Linked DNA regions of Mus musculus: all the other regions are linked to region 1. The links are chromatin contacts, called in public Hi-C maps. All regions are on one chromosome and are shown on one strand. The core of a region is the stretch at or near the end of the contact, and the rest is flanking DNA. Distances in the headings are between cores, read along the strand shown. Region 1 overlaps Uvrag (UV radiation resistance associated gene). Region 2 has its middle 18 kb from the start of Gm33720. Region 3 overlaps Uvrag (UV radiation resistance associated gene).

What was found. A called contact is a pair of places that touch in the nucleus more often than the background predicts.
Region 2: a Hi-C map of the N1E-115 cell line shows a contact between it and region 1, with 6 times the contacts expected there. The contact joins two enhancer-like sites. A contact is called at or near these places in 13 of 484 Hi-C or Micro-C datasets (the AML12 cell line, the HL-1 cell line, the N1E-115 cell line and 8 more), 2 of 115 datasets of contacts at active chromatin or transcription factors (embryonic stem cells and extraembryonic endoderm stem cells) and 2 of 9 other capture datasets (embryonic stem cells and embryonic trunk).
Region 3: a Hi-C map of bone marrow-derived macrophages shows a contact between it and region 1, with 29 read pairs. The contact joins two enhancer-like sites. A contact is called at or near these places in 5 of 484 Hi-C or Micro-C datasets (CD8 T cells, the G1E-ER4 cell line, bone marrow-derived macrophages and 2 more) and 1 of 9 other capture datasets (adipose tissue).

Annotation. Positions count from the first base shown.
Region 1 is chr7:98,960,705-98,963,982 of GRCm38.p6, forward strand. The region is part of intron 12 of Uvrag (UV radiation resistance associated gene); the gene reads right to left. Among named protein-coding and RNA genes, the nearest start is that of Gm33827, 86 kb to the left of the region's middle. Within about 2 kb of position 1,472, at least 100 of the 459 cell types and tissues checked have an H3K27ac peak or open chromatin away from gene starts, as enhancers often do. A contact at or near this core is called in CD8 T cells, the G1E-ER4 cell line, the N1E-115 cell line and 1 more, where this site is marked.
Region 2 is chr7:98,743,766-98,747,043 of GRCm38.p6, forward strand. No RefSeq gene overlaps it. Among named protein-coding and RNA genes, the nearest start is that of Gm33720, 18 kb to the right of the region's middle. Within about 2 kb of position 1,651, at least 7 of the 459 cell types and tissues checked have an H3K27ac peak or open chromatin away from gene starts, as enhancers often do. A contact at or near this core is called in the N1E-115 cell line, where this site is marked.
Region 3 is chr7:99,100,112-99,103,389 of GRCm38.p6, forward strand. All of the region lies in intron 3 of Uvrag (UV radiation resistance associated gene), which reads right to left. Among named protein-coding and RNA genes, the nearest start is that of Uvrag, 39 kb to the right of the region's middle. Within about 2 kb of position 1,815, at least 124 of the 459 cell types and tissues checked have an H3K27ac peak or open chromatin away from gene starts, as enhancers often do. A contact at or near this core is called in CD8 T cells, the G1E-ER4 cell line and bone marrow-derived macrophages, where this site is marked.

The DNA of each region.
Region 1 (3,278 bases), core at 222-2,721:
TCATGATGAGCATCATAATTGATGAACACATATACACGTATGTAAAAATTTAGATCAGAACCCCTGAAGCACAGGGAAATTATAACTTCCTGAGTGGTTATTACTGCTGTTAACTGTCAGCCCTAGGATAGAATACTAGCCTATTCACATGTACTGGGTCAACTTGGCTAGCTGTAAACATTCCAGAATACCAATGTTCAGATGGACCCAGGCTAGTTGACCAAAAGTTAGCTGCAGAAGGTCCAGGGGCTGGAGGGAAAGTAGAGCCATTGCATTCTGAAGGGCATGGTGATTAGACCCGGTAGGAGAGACAGGCTGCCTGGAGATTCTATCTTCTCTCTCTACTCCCATTCTGCATACTGCTCTCTCCGGCTGGCCAAATAGCAGCTCCTGCCCCATTAGCAGATGTGACGGCAGCAGATTTCTGTGGTCTCCACCTATAATTTGGGGATCCACTCAGCAGCTGGACAGATGTACCTCACTTTCCAAATCCTGTCCTGAACTGACCACCTGCACCAGATTTTCATCATGGCTGGTTAGGGGCGTTTCTCTGGTCTTCGGACTCCCCCTTTTGACGTTCTACTCCTCCGGCTCTTCCCACTACTGCACAAGGCTGTTTCTATAACAAACCCTTTATACTACACATTCATATTGATTCTGTCGCTACTAAAATCTGATTAACTTAGTACCTTCTGACTGAGCCTTCATGGCCTTTACTGTTTGTCCTCCCTCTCCCCCCTTTCCTACTTCAGTGCTGACATTTTCTTTTCTTTTTTTGTTTTTTTGAGACAGGGTTTCTCTGTATAGCTCTGGCTGTCCTGGAACTCACTCTGTAGACCAGGCTGGCCTCGAACTCAGAAATCCACCTGCCTCTGCCTCCCAAGTGCTAGGATTAAAGGCGTGCGCCACCACGCCCGGCTCAGTGCTGACATTTTCATTCATTAACTCATACACAGAAAGCAGAGTTCTCTCCTATACATTTCAGATTACATGTAGATGCCCTGCTAGTTTTGAGCACCATATTCCTGATACACTTTGATGTAACTGCTGGCCAGACTTCCTAGGGCTGTACTAATGCATATATCATTATTGTTCTGTTCCTAGCTAGCCTGGAGTTTTCTATGAAGACCAACCTGACCTACAACTTGTGGTAATCCTCCTGCCTCTGCCTCCAGAGTGGTGGGATTACAGGCATGTGCCGCCACACCCAGCCATTTATCTTGCCTGCCGTCGGCTACGGTCTTTCTCTCCGATACCTCTACCTCCGCTTCAGCACTTGTGCTGTGACCTGCAGTTCACTAAACCTCCCTTGCTGCAGCTCTGGCTTTGCTAATCACACACCCCAGCCTCACAGGCCACAGCTGCTCTTGGTTGCTGGCAGGTCACATCGATAATGTATTAGGAAAATAGATGCTCAGCACCCCGCAGTGGACGACTTCAAATTTAAGCAGTTTTAGAGGACGATATTAGAAACGGCATTAACAAATCATAGTGGCTCACAGCACACGAGTGGGTGCGGCTATTTGGCCCGCCCATTAGCTTGCTTGAGTTTTACAGTAATTGCTCCTTTCTAGGGCCGCCTTTTTGAGTCATCCACCCACAGCTCTCCATTTGCTCATAACCTTTGATCTGAGTTTTATGGATGCTATCTCCTCCTTCTGAGAATCCTCCATATCCTTTCGATTATCTTTGTTTCTTTAGTGCATGGATTCTCCGGCTTTGCAGCTCTTGTCCCACAGACCTTGGTCTTGGTTTTCTCTTTGATCTGACCCATTGCATGCTCTCTCTCTCTCTCTCTCTCTCTCTCCCTCTCCCTCTCCCTCTCCCTCTCCCTCTCCCTCTCCCTCTCTCTCTCTCTCTCTCTCTCTCTCTCTCTCTCCTGACTCCCCGACAACGTTTCTCACGACACCACTGACACTCAGGAGCAGATAATTGGTGGTTTGTGGACAGCAGAGAGCCTGCCCTGGTCCTTAGAATAGCGGCAGCAAGCCTGGTCTCTGTCCTCTAGATGGCGCCAGTGTGCACCCTTGCCCTCGGTTAGAAGCATGCTGCTCCCTGGGTGAGGAACCTCCCAGTTGAGAACCATCCTGGTATTTTGCAGTGATTGATATACAGTGCGTGTTAGGATTTCACTGCTGTGAAGATACCATGGCCAGAGCAACTGTTAGAAAGAAAAAAATTTCATTGCAGCTGGCTCTGTTCCAGAGGTTCAGTCCATTATTATCATGGTGGGAAGCATGGCAGCGTGCTGGCAGACATCGTCCTGAAGGAGCTGATAGTTGAGCTGCAGGCAGCAGAAGGAGACTATGTGCCACACTGCCAGTAGTTTGAGTAATAGGAGACTTTCTAACCCTGCTCCCACAGTGACACACTTCCTCCAGCCAGGCCACACCTCCTAACAGTGCCACTCCCTATGAACAAGCATTTAAACACATGAGTTTATGGGGCCATACCTATTCAAACCACCACAGCACAGCACTCAGAGTCGGGGATGCAGCTTTCTTCCCCACTACAAGCAGAAAGGCAGAGGGTCGGGGTCGTTAGCACTGCTCTGATAGGAAGGCACAGACCCAGCTCTAATCTTACAGAGGTGGCTGGGCCCGCCTCATCTCAGTGTGGCCTGTAGGTTTCCCCTCGGTTCTCCGAAAGGACTGCCCCCTTTGGAGTCAGTGCCTGAGAGGCTGGTGCTCTCGCACCCACTGTGGGGACCCACAGGAACCTTACACTGACTTTGCAAGTGCTCTACCACTGAGTGACATCCCGGGCAGCTTATGATTTAGACTCTTCTTTATGATCATAATTTTCGCTCCCATTGCTGTCTACAAAGAGGTACAATTTGGGATGGAAAGTTTCTCTTGGTTGCCGCTGTCTCCGACCCGCAGAGTCAAGAACGACATGGACACCAAGACGGGTTCACGCAGTCCTTCTTCCGCAGCTTCTTCCTTTACTTGGGGCTCCTTTCACTTAGGGCAAGGGCTGTATTTATACAGTAGCGGCAACTGACCTCATCTAGCTCCACACCACCTCATCCAATCAGAATCACACATGCTCCAGGCCATGAGCTCAGGTCGGTCACAGATAGGCTGACAGATCCGGATCACAAGGCACAATCTAACTTGGAAGGCAGCTTATGCATGCAGTTTCACTGCGCATGTTCGGGCAAGGCAGTAAACATGTGGGTTTCACGGGGCCTGGCAATGGGCCAGGGTGCCATCTTGGCCCATGTGGCCGCACCCGATTCCTGCACTTGGTGAGATGCAGCCTCTGTCCTCTCAGAA
Region 2 (3,278 bases), core at 401-2,900, 220 kb before region 1:
CCTAGCTCCTATTTCCCAGATGGGGAAACAAGGTCCAGAGAGGAAGGGGCTGGCCTGAGTTACTGGATAGGTTAGTAGAATAGGAAGGTTCTAGTGTACCAGACAGGGAGCTCCTCTATCACCCAGTCCCTTCCTCCTAAGTCGGTTTGCCACCATCTCTCCATTCCTTTCCTCACCATCTGCCAGGCTAGGACAGAACTTCCTACACACCTCTCCCCCAACTGTAGGTCTTTTCCATAACTGTTAATCAAAGTCCTTCCCCCACCCCCAGGAGGACATTTTTACTATTGATCCAGCCATCAACCTCTTTTGCTAAAATCTTTTCTTGACCAGGTCACCCATAGGTTTTCAGCCTCTCAGGAGGGTCCGTGACAGATACCCACGTCCTCTTAGCATGCAAATCTGCCTAGGTCCCCTGGCCTGGTCATGCTTGTCCCCATGTCTCCCCCCATCACTGATATGCTCACAGCATTGTCCTACAGTCAAACTGCTGCTCAGCACCTGTGACTTAGTGGGGGCTGCCTTGGGTCCTCCTCGGCCTGTGACACACTGTGTACCTGAGTGCCCTACCTGTCTCCTCTGCCAGAGCACTCAGAGCTCTGACATCTAGTTCACCCCCATTCACTGTCACAGGGCTCAGCGCAGCCATGTTGGATGAGCAGCGTCCTAGGAACACCTTGACACCGCCTACCCGGCCAGGCTCTGTGCCCCTGTGTTCCCATGCAGCCTCTGGCAATCTGGTGAGATCAGAATGGAATTATTGTCTTGGCTTTCCTGAAATGAAGACTCACCCCCAGGAGAGCATGATCTCACTGGTACCACAAAGCAATGTGTGATGGAAGTGGGCTCCACACACTGCCAAGTACTGCAAAGCCAGGGAACATGACTGAAGGGATCCGGAGCTCAGTGGGTCATCCTGGGGTTTACAGGGATGGTATGGAGCTCTGGTGGCTAGCCGAGGTTCCTGCAGCAGAGTGCCTTCAAGAGGTGAGGTCTGAGGCTGGAAAGATGGCCCATCAGTTAAGAACTTACATTGTTCTCCTAGAGGACCCAGGTTGGCTTCCCAGCACCCACATTAAGTAGCTCATGACTGCTTTCACCTCGGGAATGACTAGCCCTGTGAACACCTGTACTCACATGTACATAACTACCAGCATGTACCAACATACACAAAATCAGAAATAAAAATAATTTTTAAAAAAGTGAGGTTCTCTCCTTTTCTGTGAGCCCCATTGTTTAGAGGCAGGCAGGCACCTTGGCAGACCCGGGCATTGATGACACTGATAAGGGACCTACAGCCAGCTAGAGGCCAGGGAACTGGCAAGGTCCAGGGGCTGGGATGTTCTTGGTCTGAGATCTTTCCAAGAAGCCCTGCAGTGAGACGACTGGTGCCACAAGGCAAGGAGGGAATTGGTGATTTAGCTGCCCCTGCATAGAACAGGCAGGACACAGCAACAGGCTGGAGCAATTTACTTCTGAGAAGCTCAACACAGGCACAGGAGAGAGTAGAGGCTGCCAGAGTGGACTCAGGCTTCTGGGTCTTGGAATAAGTGATAGGAGGACCCTCAGCTCAGGATGTGACTCTGGTCCTTTAGCTACCAATTAGGAGACTGGTAGTCTGGAGTTTCCCATGGCGACTCTAGGTTCAGTGTCCCTGTAGTCCTGAGCTATGAGAAGCTAGAGGTACGGTGTTGTGGGAAGCCGCCCCCACATTCGCCGTTACAAGATGGCGCTGACAGCTGTGTTCTAAGTGGTAAACAAATAATCTGCGCATGTGCCAAAGGTAGTTCTCCACCCCATGTGCTCTGCCTTCCCCGTGACTACAACTCGGCCATGGGCTGCAGCCAATCAGGGAGTGATACGTCCTAGGCGAAGGATAACTCTCCTTAAGAGGGACGGGGTTTCGCTTTCGTTTTGGGCTTGGGCTTTGGGGGCTTGCTCTCTTGCTCCTAAAGATGTAAACAATAGAGCTCTTGCTCTGCGCTCTGGCGCTCTGGCGCTCTGGCGCTCTGGCGCTCTGGCGCTCTGGCGCTCTGGCTCCTAAAGATGTAAGCAAGGGGCTTGGGGCTTGCACTCTTGCTCCTGAAGATGTAAGCAATAAAGTTTTGCCGCAGAAGATTCTGGTTTGTTGCGTCTTTCCTGGCCGGTCGCGAGAACGCGTGTAAGACGGTGGCCCTCAGTATCTAAAGCTAAAGGGTATGTCCAGACTGTAGCTTGTGGGGTGCATACCTCAAAGACAGCTTTGCGTGCAACCCAACACAACACCATAAAGTTCTTTAAAACATCGAGTTCTTGTGTGTGAACTTCATAGGTGACAGCATCATGTTGCAACATCAAAAGGTTGGACACACCTGGAAGCCCTGGGTGATCTGCAGGAGGAGGAGGCACAGAGAGGGTCCACAGGGAGCCAGGTCAGAAGGCAGGTCTGATTCCTTGCCCCTCTGCTGCTTCCCATTCTCCCAAGCCTGTTACTCGGGCCCTTTCGGGAGCGCCTGTCAGTGTGTCCTTAGTGCAGCGTGGGTCTCAGTGGTAGCTAATCTATCCTCTCCCCAGGGTGAGCGTGTAACCCGTGCTGGGAGCCCTCCTCGAGTGTATCCTCCTCCCTCTAACTGAGCATCTTCAGGGGGATCTATGGAGAAGGACATTGTAGGATTGCTGGGGAAGAGAGATGTCAGTTTGGTGCCACCCAACATAGTGCCCACCTGCTGCCAGCCAGCATCACACCATCTGATGAGGTCATCCTCTCTGGGAGGTTTCCCTGGTGGCTCCCACAAGGCCCTGATCACAGCTTCTTGTTGCAACCAATGGGGCCTAGCTACTTGGAGAGGCAACTACTTAGCTCTCAGGATGGGGGTTCCTCTATCTACCCCCACCCTGCCCTGGAAGGTGGGGCTCTCTGGTCTCTGTTGCCCAGCTGTGGGATATATAAGCAGAGCTCCCTAATTTCCCGATGGGAAAAATCAGAACAACTCTTGGGATGGTGCCCTTGCCAACTTGCCTCAGGTAGCATGAGAGAGAAAGCATCATCTCACCACAGGTGGGAAATCAGGCGGGCCAGTCTTGGCCCTCCCCATAGCCTCTCTGCCTGATTTCTGCTCCTCTGACTCATTTGCTGCCTACCAGGAGATGTGCACGGAGGGCACCGGGATACACATCTATGGAGGTCTTCCCAGCCTTATTGTTAATCTTACTGCTACGCCATGCAGTGTGCGTCTCTTTGTTCTTCTTCATCTATTGAGACCCCAAATTGCCCATTTGTTCCCAGAGAACTGGTCTTT
Region 3 (3,278 bases), core at 565-3,064, 140 kb after region 1:
AACACTTTCATTCATGCATTCAAGAAAATACATGATGATTAAAAGCAAGCACAGATTAACACGTGAACGCAACTGGTCATCATGCAGAGAATAAGAACACATGCTGTGCTCGGCTCTAACTGGGACAGCCGCACAGCATCCCCACCTCCAAGGCTCAGGGTTATAAAGGGTGAAGGGGTGGAGAGGTTTCTGGACAGCTGCAGTCAAACAGTATCTGCCAAGCACGTCAGAAGCACTGCGTACAAGCACTCGCTGTGGCTGCGACTGCATGCACAGGACTTCACACCAGCAAGCTCTGGAGTGGGGTAGGGGTGGGGGCGCTCATTACACTTCACCCCAAGCTGAGGAGTTAGGCAGCTGGGAATTGATAGCTGCTGGGGTTGGAAGAATTCGTTTTCTTCAGGCATAGAGAAGGAACTAGAGGAGAAGGGAAGGGATGGGAGGTGATAAACCACACTACACGCATGCATAATATGCACAAACAATGGGCGGGGCAATAGCATATAGGCAATGCCCCCAAAGGACTGACATTTAAAACTGGAGATGTAGCCCGACAGCAGAGTGACTGCCTGGCAAGTGCAAGGCCCTGGGTACCATCCCCAGTACAAACAGGAACGATTACACTGGAACAGTGCAAAGTCCAGTGACAGAGTCATGCTAAAGGTTACGCAGCAGCACAGAACAAACAATAAACTCTAAGAAGCAGGGAGGATGCCCGAGAGCACGGAGCTTGGCTTCGAAAGCACAAATAGAATTTCAGCAGATTAAACTTGGGAATGCCAGGCAAAGGGAATGTATTACAAGCACTCAGAGGTGTGAGGCAACAAAGGAAGGCTTGCAGGCAGTACACCTGCAGCTGCTGTGTGAGGTGCCCAATACCCCAACACCCCCCCATCACCTGGCTTCCCCACCCCTCTCACCCTCAGTATCACCCTGCTTAAGCTCATGAAGTCTTGCCAGGTAATGGGGTTTCAGTCTTTATAGCTGAAGACCCTGAGACAGTGGACTGTGGGATGTGGGATTCAGGCATGTAGCCTAGTCATGCCCTTTCTACTGCACACTGCCCTCTCCTCTCTTCAGAGGAAGTTAAATGACTCTCCCTGTCATTCCACCCATGTGGGCTGGGCTGACCCATGCTCATTCACCCATCCTAACCCACATTTCTAATGGTAACCTCTCTGCAGAGCTCAGTGGTCAGCCAGTGATTGCTGAGACACTGTGCTCAAATACCTCAAACCAGTTATCCCTGCCAACGGGTTGGTAAAATGCAAACAAGACACAATTAAGAGAACGGACATGAAGCAAATGTTAAAACTAGTACAAGATTACAGTGACCTTCACAGATCAGCCAGGCAGGAACTGGTCCTCGGCTCATCTACAACTTGAGAATCCTGTAGGAGAGTTCTGGACTAACTCTAGCTCTGGAGCCTGAGATTAGGCTCCCCTCTGTTTGTCCGTCCCCCTTCCCCTCTGCTCTCCACTGTACCCCCCTAATCCTCTCTGCTCCCTTTATACCCCTGCTCCCCTCTGCTCCCTCGTATTCCCCTCTGCTCCCCCTCCTCCCCTCTGCTCCCCTCTGCTCCCCCTCCTCCCCTCTGCTCCCCCTCCTCCCCTCTGCTCCCCCTGCTTCCCCCGCTCCCCCTCCTCCCCTCTTTTCCCCCCTGCTCCCCCCTGCTCTCCTCTGCTTCCCCCAGTCTTCCTCTGAGCATTGTACTCGGTGTAGTTTAATGAGGAAATGAGGAAGGAACAGCACAAATGAGGAAGGAACGTGTGACAGGCAACATTAGTTTATCTATTCTAGAAATGCCAGGAAAAACAAGGACCTTTGAACCTGTCAACCTAACTCAAGTTTTGAATGAGGAAGCGGCGGCCTCTGGGGACTCCCTAGTTACCTAGTCACTGACCATGTCTGCCTCGCCTGCCAACTGTCAGGGTCTCCTGCAGACCCTTTGTAAGGCTGCAGGGCCTTCCTGACACTCTTCCCCGACTAGTTCCCTGGGAACACAGCAAGGATATTTGCTAAATAAACAACAACAATGGCACATTATATTCCAGGTACTGTACTAAAGAAGTTCTAATCAGCTTAAGGTAAAAAAATCTTACAGTGGAAAGCAGAAGTTAAGATTCCTTTGAAAATGGTGCCGCCTTTCTGTCTGACGTACATCATGTTTTCTAAATGGCCATTTAAAAACAGGCTGGTGTAACTATCACTAGAAAAGAAGAGCACTCTGAGCTGTGAGGCCCTAAGGCCCATTCAGTTAGCATTCCTCCTAGGCTCCGCCCAGCAGTTACCTGGCAATAGCCAGGTAGGCCGGGCTTTCGATAAAAGGGGCTGTTTGGCCCCTCCTTAAGCTCTCTGTCCCTTCTCTCTCAGACTCTCTTCTCTCCCTCCTGATCTGTTTCTCTTTCTCTCCCCTCCCCCCTCTCTCTATGTATTCCTCCCTCCCTTCTCCTGTCCCTTCCCCCCTCCCTCTGTGTCTTTCTCTGCCACTACTCCCTTCTCAATCCTCCTTCCCATGCCCCCAAATAAACTCTAGACCTCAGGGGGAAGGGGTGCCTCAGCATGGGCAGGCTCACCTCACCATACCCTGCTCTACAAAACAGATCCTGGCTCGTTTTATAGAACACAACACATCCGCTCCAGGGAAACTCCAAGTCCCTGACTCTCTCTCCCAGCACCTCACAGCACCAGGCTTCCCTTGTCTCCTCCCCACCCCACAGGCAGAGGCTTCTCCAGTGCATTTAACTTAAGACCTACAGGCCCCTATTAGCAATGTGTGTACACACTTTGCCTTAATTTTAGAACTCCAGAGCCTGTGTGACTGCTTCTTCAGAGGACTCATGCGTGGGAGACAGTAAGAACCTGTCTGTCACACATGGGGTCATAGTTGGAGCTGGCAGTCAAAACTTACAGTTGACTCCAAAGGCAGGAAGTGGTAGAAAACTTGCTTTAAAAACAAAATCATGTCTTATATATCCTGGGCTAGCCTCAAACTCCCTGTGCAGCCAAGGACGACTTTGAACTTCTGAACCTCCTAAGTTCTAGGACTGCAGGCAAGCACCACCATGACCAGTTTTATACTGCACCAGAGACCAGCCTCAGAGGAAAGCAGCGTCTGCATCTCCAGCCCTAGGTAACTGTCCCCAGGACACGGGCTACACAAGGGACCATTCCAGGTAAGAGCTATGGGTGTGGCTTTGTGCTGCAGCCACTGAAAAACCAGCTTGGTATAATAACTAATGTTCTTCATAATAACCTGGAGTTCTTGAGAAGTTAA